3 separate regions of the Mus musculus genome follow, and regions 1 and 3 are each linked to region 2. The links are chromatin contacts, called in public ChIA-PET and HiChIP or PLAC-seq maps. All regions are on one chromosome and are shown on one strand. The core of a region is the stretch at or near the end of the contact, and the rest is flanking DNA. Distances in the headings are between cores, read along the strand shown. Region 1 has its middle 21 kb from the start of Calca. Region 2 holds the start of Psma1 (proteasome subunit alpha 1). Region 3 has its middle 5.3 kb from the start of Insc.

What was found. ChIA-PET counts read pairs in DNA pulled down with a chosen protein or histone mark. HiChIP or PLAC-seq counts read pairs in DNA pulled down with a chosen protein or histone mark.
Region 1: an RNA polymerase II ChIA-PET map of effector CD8 T cells shows a contact between it and region 2, with 4 times the contacts expected there. The contact joins the enhancer-like site here to the promoter of Psma1 in region 2. A contact is called at or near these places in 2 of 39 promoter capture datasets (cranial neural crest and liver), 7 of 115 datasets of contacts at active chromatin or transcription factors (bone marrow-derived macrophages, effector CD8 T cells, embryonic forebrain and 4 more) and 1 of 9 other capture datasets (liver).
Region 3: an H3K4me3 HiChIP or PLAC-seq map of embryonic stem cells shows a contact between it and region 2, with 8 times the contacts expected there. The contact joins the enhancer-like site here to the promoter of Psma1 in region 2. A contact is called at or near these places in 6 of 39 promoter capture datasets (the 3T3-L1 cell line, cranial neural crest, embryonic stem cells and 2 more), 17 of 484 Hi-C or Micro-C datasets (B cells, the G1E-ER4 cell line, adipose-derived mesenchymal stem cells and 7 more) and 17 of 115 datasets of contacts at active chromatin or transcription factors (bone marrow-derived dendritic cells, bone marrow-derived macrophages, embryonic hindbrain and 6 more).

The regions. Positions count from the first base shown.
Region 1 is chr7:114,613,508-114,618,101 of GRCm38.p6, forward strand. No RefSeq gene overlaps it. Among named protein-coding and RNA genes, the nearest start is that of Calca, 21 kb to the right of the region's middle. Within about 2 kb of position 3,289, at least 16 of the 459 cell types and tissues checked have an H3K27ac peak or open chromatin away from gene starts, as enhancers often do. A contact at or near this core is called in effector CD8 T cells, where this site is marked.
Region 2 is chr7:114,274,637-114,278,589 of GRCm38.p6, forward strand. Psma1 (proteasome subunit alpha 1) reads right to left here and starts at 1,480. Exons shown (of 10, transcript NM_011965.2): 1 at 1,365-1,480. The coding sequence starts at 1,367.
Region 3 is chr7:114,738,201-114,742,799 of GRCm38.p6, forward strand. No RefSeq gene overlaps it. Among named protein-coding and RNA genes, the nearest start is that of Insc, 5.3 kb to the right of the region's middle. Within about 2 kb of position 2,456, at least 14 of the 459 cell types and tissues checked have an H3K27ac peak or open chromatin away from gene starts, as enhancers often do. A contact at or near this core is called in double positive thymocytes and embryonic stem cells, where this site is marked.

The DNA of each region.
Region 1 (4,594 bases), core at 2,039-4,538, 340 kb after region 2:
ACATGAATTAACACTTGGAGAGCTAAACTTGGGCCAATAAAATCCCAGTGATTCAGAATGAATAAACCAAAAGTTTTTAATTACAAAATACACTCGGCATTGTAAGAAATTATAGGTAATAACTGATTCATTTTCTTCATAAAGGAAGAGAGAAAGGAAATGAATCCACAAGACTGTTTTCTCAAGCATAATAGAGTAGTCATATTAGCCAAGGGCACAGAGAACTGTCTGATGCCTTCAACATGAAGTGTATCCTTTTACTGTTTGATTAGATTAAATTAGCAAAACTTTATTGTAAGCCAAAAGAGGAAAACAGGGAAATGAGAAGCATAAGAGGCAGACATACCTTATGTGAAATCAGACAGACAATAGTGGAAACATATTGGAAAGAAATTAATGGGTTTAAGGTCAACTTGTCTAATATCTTTTTGTTTGTTTGTTTGTTTTGTTTTTGATTTTGTTTTTCAGTGGTACATAGCGATAGATTTCATAAAGACATTTCAATGCCGTAGAACATGAACTTTTGTCATTTCTTCCACTTTATTCCTTTCCTCTTCGCTTCTCACCAGTTCTTTTTGTTCTTCTGTTTTCACTTCTACTTTTATGTCTTATTTTAATAGACAACTTATGCATATATATTTAAGATCTATGAATGGAGCATTTGTATTTTTAGTTTGACTTACTCCATTCCTGAAAATGACACAATTTTGCTCATTATGGCTGAATAAAACTCAATAGCTTATATATTTTCTGCATTTTATCCTGAAGTAGTTAAGTATAGACAAGTTATTATTTAAGTCTTATGAGTAGGCAATTAAGAAAACAAAATAACAGCATAAAAGCAAGGCTTGATTGGTTCCATTTGCTGATTTGTGGTATAGACGCTCCTGTGGTCAAGGTCAAGCTATCACTGTGACATCACTAAATGAAGGTTGAGAAGTGGTGTGACTAGCACACTATTGTATAGTGTGCTCCATATGGAAATCATCCACATAAAGAACTTCCAGAAAACAAAGAGTGGTGGAGGACAGTAACATTAACAGACAATTGCAACCTTTGAGTATTACCATCACCTTTTAAAGTTGATTTGGGCAGAGTGAGGTGGCTTAGTTGGTGAAGTGCTTGTCTCACATTTGAGGATCTGGTTTAATACCTATCATTGATGGAGGAGAAAGCCAGATATACTGGTACCTACCTGAAATCTTAGTGCTCGGGAGATGGAAACGGAGATCCTGGAGCTGGCACTCCATCCAGTCTAGACAAATCAGTGAGCTCTAGGTTCAGTAACAGGACTTGTTTGGAAAAAAAAAAAGTGGAGAATGATTGAGAAAGACACCAGTATTGACTTCTACCCTCCATACACATATAAACACATACACACATATACAAATAACTTTATATAACTCAATTATATTTATGACTCGATGGCATTTAGTAATTAGTTTGATATTTCTGAAAATTTAGCAATCAACTCTCAAAAGTTTATATACACCAGTGCCAGAATACCACTATCTACTACTCCTTTTTATTTATTTTTATATTTATTTTATATGTATGGGAGTTTTGCCTGCATGTATGTCTGTGTACCATATGCATGCTATTGCCAGCGGTGATGTGTCAGAGCCTTCTGGAACTAAAGTTATATATGGTTGTGTGGATACTGAGACTTGAGCCTTAGTACTCTGGAAGAGCAGCCAGTGTTGTTTAACCACTGAGCCCTGTCTAACTACATGTAATATAATATTATACAGTGATTTTCCAGAGGCAGTATGAGCACTAGCACTCCAGTTCTCTAGAGCTATCATTCATTATCAAAGTAATGGTGGATAAGGCTAGGTTTAGTTTGTTGCTTTGTCATAAAAGACTATACATTGATATTTTTCTCTATTTTCCCTTTAGCATCTCTCCAAATTCATCTGACAAAGCTCAGACTTGACAGAAAATAAAGACATTTTTCTTTTTTTTCCTTTTTTAAATTTTTTAAATTAAAAAAAATTTATTAGATATTTTCTTCATTTACATTTCAAATGCTATCCCAAAATCCTATACCCTCCCCCTGTCCTGCTCCCCTACCTACTCACTCCCACTTTTTGGCCCTGGTATTCCCCTGTACTGGGGCATATACAGTGTGCAATACTAAGGGGCCTCTCTTCCCAATGATGGCCGACTAGGCCATCTTCTGCTACATATGCAGCTAGAGACACAAGCTCTGGGGATACTGGTTAGTTCATATTGCTGTTCCTCCTATCGGGTTGCAGACCCTTTCAGCTCCTTAGGTACTTTCTCTAGCTTGTTCATTGGGGGCCCTGTGTTCCATCCAATAGGTGACTGTGAGCATTCACTTCTGTATTTTCCAGGCACTGCATAGCCTCACAAGAGACAGGTATATCAGGATGAAGGCATTTTTCTGATTGCAATGAATGAATGAGATTTGCCCTTCCATGTGTTTATTCACAGTGTCAACTTTTGTTTATAGTCCTTGTAATTTGCCCCTCCCCCTCCCTGATAACCAGCCACTAGCTGAGCCACTGCCTTCACTGTTTTAGACAAAGAGAGCCTCTCTTCTTAGGACAAAGTGCTGTCCCTGGAAGAACTAGAAGGATAGCTCAGATGATTTGTTTGGGCTTACATTAAATTGTACATACAAACACCCACACTTGAGTGTACACATATATCAACACACACACACACACACACACACACATACACACACACACACACACACACTATTACTATGCAGGTCAACACTAACAGAGATTGATTATTCTCTTTTCTCTTGCTTCCAGAAACTTCCCTTCTCCATCCATTTTGAGCCGTGGATCCTGCTGATAACACTAAATGAGAGCAAAGCTTCCTGCAGCTGGTGCCGTGGTTCTGCATGGGCCGGAGGGACTGTGGGTCAGGGACTCATGCTGGCAGCCGGGGCCTCATCTTCAGGAGTCCCTGTCCCTACTGTGAAATTCAGAAATGTCCAAAGCTGAGATTCCTATCCTTCTAGTTTCAGAGAGAAGGTAGAACAGCACTAGTGGTAGAGAGAAGGGCATTGCAGGGATAGTGGAACTTCTTCCCCTACCCTACGCTCTGGAACTGATTGAATAATTGAAAACCAAACTCCTTGTTTAATCAGATATCAGAGGCCATTGCTGTTCATAACTAATGTTCTAAAAATTCCACAGATATAAAGAAACTTCAATTCTTCTAGATAGCTTGTCCTTTCTTCATCTAGCTACAGTCTTTCTAGCTTCATTGTTAGTTTTGCTGACTCCGGGTAGGGTGCTTGGTGGACTCACGTCATCGTCTATTTTAGTACATCTCCAAGATTAGGACAGCATCACTGTTCGCTTGTGGGCTTGCACAAAGAAGGTGATCAAGATGTGAGATCAGCATAAAAAATAGCTGATAACCAGACAGGCTTCTGACACTGTTGGAGATAACAAACCCCAAGGCCATGACGATGGTGACTGACATACCCCAACAGGAAAGGAGCAGAACTGTGACAAACCACACACTTTACTGTGCATTTTGTCACCATCCTACAGAGTTGAGCAGGAAGGAAGCCTAGATGGTGCACGGTACCAGCTCTCTCATTTAACAGAAGGGAAAGCTGAAGCCCAGTAGAGACTGATCTAGACATGCCACACAAAGAAGGCAACGCAAAGCAGGAATGGGAAACTGGAATCTTCTATTTCTAGTTCCTGCCTTGGTCAACCATCATTTCCATGTTATGTACTGGATGGTGCTACCTGCTTGAGAATCTGTGCCTTTTCAGCTCAGAGGTAAGGACCATTGGTGTGAAGGCATGCTCACAATGAGCTGTAGTAGACACAAGTACTTAGTCAGCCTCTTCATTCCCATTCACTCGAAGAGCTCAGAAATTTGAGTAGAGATGGAGTCACCTATGGAAATCATGTCTATTTCCAAAAGCTACATGATCCCAGCAGAAACACAGGAATAAGTGTGGACTCCAAAAGAAGACTGCTCCAGTTTGTGCTCTTTGTAACTTGTTGACTCAATAGCATACTCTCCAGTTTGAATCCTGATCAGATCCCATCTAAAGTGACTCTCAGGAGTTTGTTCTGAGTATGCAAGCATTTCACTAAAAGCAGGCTTCTATTAATACTTCCAGAAGTGACTATAGGGAGTCTAAAACTTCATGTTCTGTCTGTATGGACATGTATTTGTCTCCTGTCTTGGCCTTCTTTCTAAAATGCTACTTAATCTTATCTCTTCTGTCAACATTTAGCTAGATATTTCCTATAACCATTTTAAACCCATTTTAATCCTTGGCATCTTTTATTCCAAGATTAGTATATAATTCTCCTATTTTTTTTAAAAAAATGCACTCTTTCTGGTTGTACTTTTGCAAACAGAGTATCAAGTGGTAGAAGCTGGTTTTTCCTTTGTATCTGAGAGTGACACTGAACTTGTGCTTGTCCTGTATTCATTCACCTTGAATGTGCTAGGATTAAAGGTTGGTTCAACTTACTCTACTCAATATACCATCATATACACTGCCATACTTAGTTCAGTAGCTTTAAAACAGGAATTGCACATTATTCTTTTATGTAAAACATAATAATCTATTAGCATCCTG
Region 2 (3,953 bases), core at 230-2,729:
TTGGGATGAATGGACTAGGTTCTCCCTAACTCTATATCCTGCCATTCTCCACAGCACTCCCCTTGGGTAGTCAAGTGCTAAAGAATGCACACACCAACTTTCCCTCCACTTTGCTCATACTGTTCTCTACACAGGGCTCTAATAATCTGGCAAAGGCCTTTTCTGTACATTGACTCAAATGTCTATCTTTGAAGGTTTCTTCTTTTCTCCGAAAATTCTCAGCACAATATTCCAACAGAGCTTGAAGGTTTCTTCTTTTCTCTGAAAATTCTCAGCACAATATTCCAGCAGAGCTTTGAGATACAGGTTTCATGAAGCCCAGTCTGGCTTTTTCCTATATACCTGGGAAAATGATCTTGAAGTCCTGTCTCAACCTACCAAGTGCTCAGATTACAGGTGTCTGCTATCATGACCAACTATACATATTTTTTTCTTCTTTTCTTCCTTCCTTTTTTTTTTTTTTTTTTTTTTTTTTGGTGTCGGTCTCTACACTATGGATGTCCTGGAACTTTGACTTAGGCTTGCCTCAAACTCACAGAATTCTGCCTCTCTGCTTCCTAAGTGCTGGGATTAAACTCGTGTACCATAACACCTTCCAACATACCTTTTTTATCTTTATAGTATGAATAAAGTTATGTTTGGTTTAACTTTGAGCTCTCTACCTGCACCCTGTCACTGGATGAATTAACATATACACAAATCCTCAGTAAAGAGGTGGGCACAAATTGCTACCGTGGCAGACCCACTACAGCCATAATGTCATTACTAAAGCAAGTGTATCGGCTCTTAGGAGAATACTCATAATGGCAAAAAAGGCAAGAGTTCGCATGGCAGACTCCACAGAAGCAGCTCAGGGCCCTGTGCTGTAAACCTGAATCCATTACTTCCCCTTTTAGAACAAAGTGACTGTATGGAGTCTTTCCCGACGGCATTCTAATGAGACAGATTAAGACAGACCCACAAGGAAGATGAATTTGGTCTAAAGACCTGACTGCAGGCTCAGGTCTGCGCAGGCGATGCCAGGTGCACCCCTCCATTCCTATAGCCTTCCTCCTATGCAGATGACAAAGGACCATAGGGCATCTTGAAATCGGCCACCTAAGTAAATTGAGAGGGGAGGGCCTCTGGCTGGGCGAGGGAGAGCGCCTGGACCCCACGTAAGGTGGAGAAGCTGAGCGAAAGGCCGCCCAGGTTACTGATCGTTTCCCGCCGGCCAGGCCGCAGATGCTGAATCACTGTAGGAGACTGTCCGTGAGGTAAGCTCCCTCTCCCACCGCCCCACGCCCCAGGGAACAGAGGCCGATCCCCGACCACGTCAGTGTACCTCAGCCCCAAACCCTTCGAGGACTCGGGGCTCAACACACCATAGCTCCGGCGCAGCGACAACCTGACCCAGCAGCGGACACAGGAACACGGCCCCAACTACGGTTCGGTGATCGTCAAAGAAGCCTGCGGAGTCTTGACGGCGGCGACGCAGGAAGTGCAATCTATCCCAGAGCCACGGATCGGCGTCTAACGCTGCCCCGCCCTCCAGCCTTAAGTGGGCGGGGCCTGCGAAAGCTGAGAACGTGGGATTGGCAGGAAGCTCCGGGGTGGGAAAGCCAATGCGCAGAGAAAGCGGGGGGCGTGGCTTCACGTCACGCCCAGAGTTTCCTTGCTTTTTTTTTTTTTAATCCCCAAGTGGATTGCAGATTCCCGCCAACTCTCGGTCCTCTCAGTTGAACGTCGCCACCTAGCTCGGGATGGTGCGGTGGTCCCTCATAGATCTGTCACAGTGCACAGAGAGGTTTGGGAAACAGCGTGTCTGAAAGAGGCTGCAGAAAAAAAAAAAAAAAAAACAAGTGTGTGTGTGTGTGTGTGTGTGTGTGTGTGTGTTCATATTCCTGGCCTGAGATGCTTGAGTACTTGGAGAGCCCATCCTTAAAGGCTCCATGGTCTCGCATGATCGTGATACTTATGATCATTAGTTGCTATTGTAGGACCTGGTTTCTGTCCTGGCACTTGATCTTCTGCTGTCCACAACCAAATACCGTATCTGGTAGATTAGGCCACTAGGGGGAAGGTGCGAGTTTTCTTACGAGTTTTAAAAGAGTATGTTTTGGTTTAATCCCCAAATGAAATCAAGACTGCTAATTCTGTTGAATAACGTGTACCCAGAGTCAGGTAAGGATCTTTAAGGATCTGAACTTTGATGGCGGAGTAACACATCATTTAAATGTCTATGTTCACAGTAATTAGTATCACATTCTAAATATTTTCATGTCTGTATATATATGTACATTTTTTGTTTTTACATTTGTTTTGTGTGTGTGTCTGTGTCCCTGCATACCCTTTTTTGGGAGTCTGAAGACAACTTGAAGTTGGTGGTTCTCTCCTTGCGCCACGTGGATTCTGGGATTGAACTCAGGTTCACAGCTTGGCAGCTAATATAGCAATCCTCTGAACCATCATGCTTTTTGCTTTTCTTTTTCTCATCTCTCTCTGGGTTTGCACCCTCCCTCCCTCGTTTATATGCTCTCAACAGTTAATTAGATTGCTTTGTTCTTTAAATTCACCAACACTGGCTCTTGTTATTTTTAAAAATTTCTGACTTTAAATTGATAGATAGTGCTGTTTTGTTTTCGCAGCACCAGCACGGTGCCTAGCACATATTAGGTACATAATTTGTATTGCTGAATGAACAATGGATTTGGAATGAATGGGAAAATTAAATGCTCATTTAAAAATGGTTGTGGAACTGCAGAGTGCTGTCTACAACCTTCTGCAACTCTAGGGAATCGGACCTCTTCCGGCTACCGTGACGCTTGTGCATACATGTTGTACTTCTTTTTTTTTTTTTAAATATTTTTTATTAGGTATTTTCCTCATTTACATTTCCAATGCTATCCCAAAAGGCCCCCATACCCTCCCCCCCCCCCCCACTCCCCTACTCACCCACTCCCACTTTTTGGCCCTGGCGTTCCCCTGTACTGGGGCATATAAAGTTTGCGTGTCCAATGGGCCTCTCTTTCCAGTGATGGCCGACTAGGCCATCTTTTGATACATGTTGTACTTCTATACAGAGAAAATACTCATAGACATAAAATAGTTTAAAGCACCCAAATTAGCCCATCTACTTTTGAGATTTCTTTTAGAAGATGTTATAAAAATCTTCACAATTCTTTTCTATAGTCATGTGCCTCACACAAATACATGTTTTAAGATAAGATTATACTAAACTGTCTCTTACTAATACACTTAAAAAGTTTTAGCCAATTTACCATGCCTGTAGGTAATGACCTATATTAATTTTAGTAGTTGCATGGAAGTCTATCATGTGGAAATATAATAATCTAGTATCGGTGAGATCTTAGCAGGTTTTTGCTGTTATTAAAGTAATATGACTATTCTAGTGTACACCTTTTGTGTGTTTGATGAATTTATAACATGTGAGGTCAAAGGGAAGATAGTTATAATTACAATAAATATATGTTAGTTATAAGATGGAATATCAACTTATATTCAGTGGTGACTGACAGGCCACTTTGTATATACTTTCAGCAGCACCATGGGTATTGTGTATTCCTTCTAACTTGTCAAACTGATGAGCAGAAAAAGAAAAAAAAATCCTCTAATTTGAGTGTGCTTTGTCTTTTCATTACTAGTAATAATATTTTTGTGTTTCTTCACTGTTCCTCCAATGATTAAGGAAGTTACTTAATGATTTGCCCTTGATTTTGCTTTTGTTGTTTTCTCATTAGCTTGTAGTTATGATAATGATGCCACTGTGGTCCTACGAAGGAAAGATCTTTCTAGAAACAAAGAAAAGAAAATCCTCATTCTGGCTCACATAAAAGCTGGTGTGTATGTCTGTGTTTATTGTAAATGTACAACAGGAAACCATATAAACAGTCAAGGATAGGAATTTTGGTTTTGTGAGTTTTTTTGGATTTTTGGTTTTATTTTTTCTCTGT
Region 3 (4,599 bases), core at 1,206-3,705, 460 kb after region 2:
CTAATCTAACAGACACAGACCCAGTTAGTGGAAAGAAGAATCCAGGATGCCTGTCATTTTCATTTTCCTTCCACTATGCCTTGTCCTCAGACAAGATGCCAAATGGGGAGTAATCACTCAAGTATGCAACTCTGCAGTGGTGGTTTTCTAAGAGTGGCCTGCATCCCATCAGACAGGCAGATTCTTAGGTCTCCTGCCAAACTAAGGAGTCAGACACCCAAGGATTATCATCAGCCTGACCATCCTGATTACACAAAGGGGGATCACACACAGAGACCTAAGCCAAGACATTTCCTCTCACCAAGCCTCAGTTTCCCTGTCTGTCAAATGGAGGGTTTGAGATGGAATGTCTTTGTTGATCCTTGTCTCTCAAAGTAAGTCTGCATCAGAATTTTTATGGGATGCTTAGAAACTGAGACCTGCAGGGCCCCTTGTGGAGCCAGTAAGTAGTTAATAACAGGTTTTCCAAAGCAGAAGGAGGCAGAGAGAGACTAAGCAGTATTTGCCCAGGTCTGTGGTGTAAATAAATACTCCTACCATGGCCAAGTTCAAGCTAAGAATGTGAAATCCTGGCAGCAGTTTAAGGCATGGGGAGGGGGAGGGAAGGAGAAAGAGAGGAAGGGAGGGAATATTGAAAACCCATCACCACCGGGCTCTCTATAACAAAGCAGTCTGGGAGAGGTGATTTCCTAGAGAAGGCAGGCAGTATGTAAATAACCCATTTAAAGTCTACCAAGCCTCCTGTTCTAGCTCTAAGGTCTTTTTTCTTTCTCAGGAGTATCCTACCTTCCTTTCTTCATTCTATCTTCCTTCCTTCCTCCTTTCTCCTTCCTTCCTCCCTCCCTCCCTCCCTTCCTTCCTCCCTCCCTCCCTCCCTCCCTCCCTTCTTCCTCCTCCCTCCCTCCCTCTGTTCCTTCCTTCCTTTCTTCCTTTTGCTCTTTTCTCCATAAACTGTCTCTGTCTCTATCACTATCCATGTGACCCTGTGAACCTGGTCCAATTTTTTGCCTTGAGACACAAGAACCTAGAAATCTAAGCAGATGCTGTCTGGATTCAGATCTCTGACTATAAGAGAACTGCTGTCCTCCTTGGAAAGAGGAGTGTACTTGGGACTCCAGATCACCATCTACCTGCTGACCCTGAAGCTCTGAGGAGACCTAGGTTTCACATCCTAGGTTGTAATATCCAGGATGGAGACTTTGGGGGGGGGCAGCAGGGGGGTGTTGGGGAAGGTCTTCTTACTCTCCCTTCTAATTAAATTACAGATTCTCACACTAGTGATGGAAGTTGGACACATCTCTCTCTTGAGGAGGTGCGGAGTCAGGCTGGAAAGATCGGTGAGCTGCTAGAACAACAAAGGCCCTTTAAAGAAAAACAACTTCTGGTCAAGAGAGTAGCATCTTGGACGACTAACATTCTAGTTGATAAGGTTAATGACCTGGGTTCACCTCGGCCCATGCTGAGGAGCTAGGAGGAATAATCATTCCTTTAATGGGAGAGTAGATATCTCTCCTTCCTTGCTTTTCACAGTCTCTACTGCACAGCCATGAGGTTTGACTGGTCTGCCCATCTTTCTGAATAAACTTTAATTTTTTTCTGTCTCTTTCATTTGGGATGCTGGCCAGAACCTAAGGATACTTTTTCTACACCTTGGGGTTTGTTGCTCTTTCCCTACAACTTCCCTACCCCTGTCTCCTGGCTGCTGCTGCTATGTGGCCATCCTCCATGCTGGCACCTCAAATGGCATGGCTTTTTTCTTCTCACATCCGTTATTCTCTGAGAAGCTGCTAAGATTTACGGATTGCCTGCCCCGTGTTTTTGTTTGTTTATCTTCTTTCTTTTAAACTCTAATAAAATTGTCTGGGGCTTTTGTTGAGTTCACTTTTAAATTCTTTTACTAATGAGAATAGCAACCCCAAGACAAGGATCTAGATCTCCTTGGTATCACTGTGTCCATTCTGGCCTGTCTGGGACTCTGTTCATATGCACTTCTCTCTGTCCTCTGTGAATACCTGCCCTTCCATCCCTTCCAGATGCTGAGCAATATCTCTCTGCATGCCTCTCAGGGATTCAGGAGAGATCCAGGACAGGAGATTGCAACTGAGTAACAGAATCCTGGTCCTCCTCTCCTCTCCGTGGGTCGAGCTGTCAGCTCAGCTGCTGCCACGGTAACCTTCTGCTATCTCTTCTGATATCAGTCCTGAAAGCTGGTCTGGTCCAAAGCTATTTCTATGTAATGTCCTCATCTGGATAACCTTCTCTCTGCTGGTGGAAGACAGAGTAGAATATAGTATCTTTGTCATTAGAAATGCTGAGACATAGAGGACACTAGAGAGCCCAGGAAAATCAACCAGCCACCAACAGGGGGAGTCACAGAAGCTGGCAGAGGGATTGGATACGGGGAAAGAACTAACTGTCTTCAAGACTGGACAAGTTTTTACTTGGGAGATAGGCTGGAAGTTTAGATTTGAGCTAAACTGGACCCCTCCCTTTCTCTTGTTCTAGAAGGCAGTGGTTCCTAAGTGTAATTCCAAACAAATTCCTTAGAAATGCAAATTTCTGGACGAGTCATTTATTCCCAGAGCCACTGCCTGCATCACTGCACTTCCGGATCTGATTGTAGGAGGTGGTTTGAATGTGAAAGGTCCCTCCCTTCCCCCCCCCACCCCCCACAAGCCTCATGTATTTGAATACTTGGCCTCAGCTGGTGTTACTGTTTTTTGGAGGAAGTAGGTTACACGGGGTGGGCCTTGCGGTTTTATAACCTGGTCCCACCTGTGTCAGCTCTCTTGCCCAGATGTGAGGAGGTAAGGAGTACCAACTGCTCACTGCTGCCACCCTGGACCAGCTTCTGCCATGCTGTAAGCTCCCACCAAAAAGAACAGAGTCCTCTACTGTACCTTCTGTGATAAATTATTTCTTTACCAGTGAAACAAGCCAATTTAAGCCAGATTAAGGTATACATGGGTAGGTTTATTGTCATGAGGAGGCAAAGAGAGGGGAGGGTAAAGAGATAGAAAGAGTGCACACACACACACACACACACACACACACACACAGAGAGAGAGAGAGAGAGAGAGAGAGAGAGAGAGAGAGAGATCAAAATGTCTGGATTATATAGGGAAGAGTCTCTGGGGGAAGGGAAGCCCAGCCACTGAGCTGGAAAGTTCAGGGTTAGGGACAGGGTATGCCAGTTGGGACTGAGGGATACTGGGAGAACTTGGAGGTCAGGTCTGCTTTGGTATGTAAAATATGAACCCCTTGTCCAGGGGTCTGAAACCAAATATCCTGCATCATAATAAACTTTATCCCTTTGAACTGTGAGCCAAGATGACCAACTCTCCCTTGAGATGCTTTCTAAGATATTTGGTCAGAGTAACTAGACAAAGGATATTGAGGGTTATAAGCCCCTCAATCCAGGCTGCCATGCAAAGTCATCCTCGGGCCTCGCTGGGCATGATCTTTTGGTGGTTGCTTGGGAGAACGCACATCTCCTGCCCAGTTTGTAGATGCTGCTAGCAAAGCAGGGAAACTTCAGGCAGCACCCACGTTCGTTCCTGAAGACGACTGATCCTGACTTCTGCGCATGCCTGCTCTCAGCTCTTCAGGCTTTTGATGGTTTCCCTGAATCATTGCTGAGCCCTCCCTCCTTTTTACCATCTCGCTGGAGCATGGCTCTGTGTTGAATGATGGTGATATTCCATTGCCTCTGTCTTAGTTAGGGTTTTACTGTTGTGAACAGACACCATGATCAAGGCAAGTCTTATAAAAAACAACATTTAATTGGGGCTGGCTTACAGGTTCAGAGGTTCAGTACATTATCATCAAGGTGGGAGCATGGCAGTACCCAGGCAGGCATGGCGCAGGAGGAGCTGAGAGTTCTATGTCTTCATCCAAAGGCTGCTAGTGGAAGACTGACTTCCAGGCAACTAGGGTGAGGATCTTATACCCACACCCACAGTGACACACCCATTCCAACCAGGTCACACCTATTCCAACAAGGCCACACCTTCAGATGGTGCCACTCCCTGGTCCAAGGATATACAAACCATCACAGCCATGTTGTGAGCTCCTGTGGGCGCCCTCCAGCCTCATCTAAGTGTGCAGAGCTCACACTGTGGGGATTCGGAGCAGCCCAGGGCTCACCTATATTCTCCCAGGGCTCCTTGGCATGTGGATGAATCAGAAGGGTGTGGTAGTGCTGGGCCTTCTCTTAGAAAAAAGGCAAAAAATGTAGGGCAAGCTGGACCCAGATCAAGCCTAGGTGTTGGCTATGGACCTGGCTGAGCAGATGGTAAACCTCAAGTCTTCCATCCATTTGGGAATCCATTCTGCTTTTAGAAGTAACATGTAAGCACCATGTAAACTGGTGGATGGAGGATAGCCCCTTTGGGAAGACAAAGACCTGGAGTTAGGCTGGAATAGCCATTTGCCTGATGCAGCTCTGGATAAGAGTCCCAGGTCCCTAATTGATTAGGTGGCCTAAGGTATCTGTGATTATATTTAGGGTATGTGAGTCTCCTGTGCATCCTTGTGGGTTCCCATGAACATCTCTGTGACTTTATTTTAGTTACTTTTCCTGGTCATTGTCACCAAAAA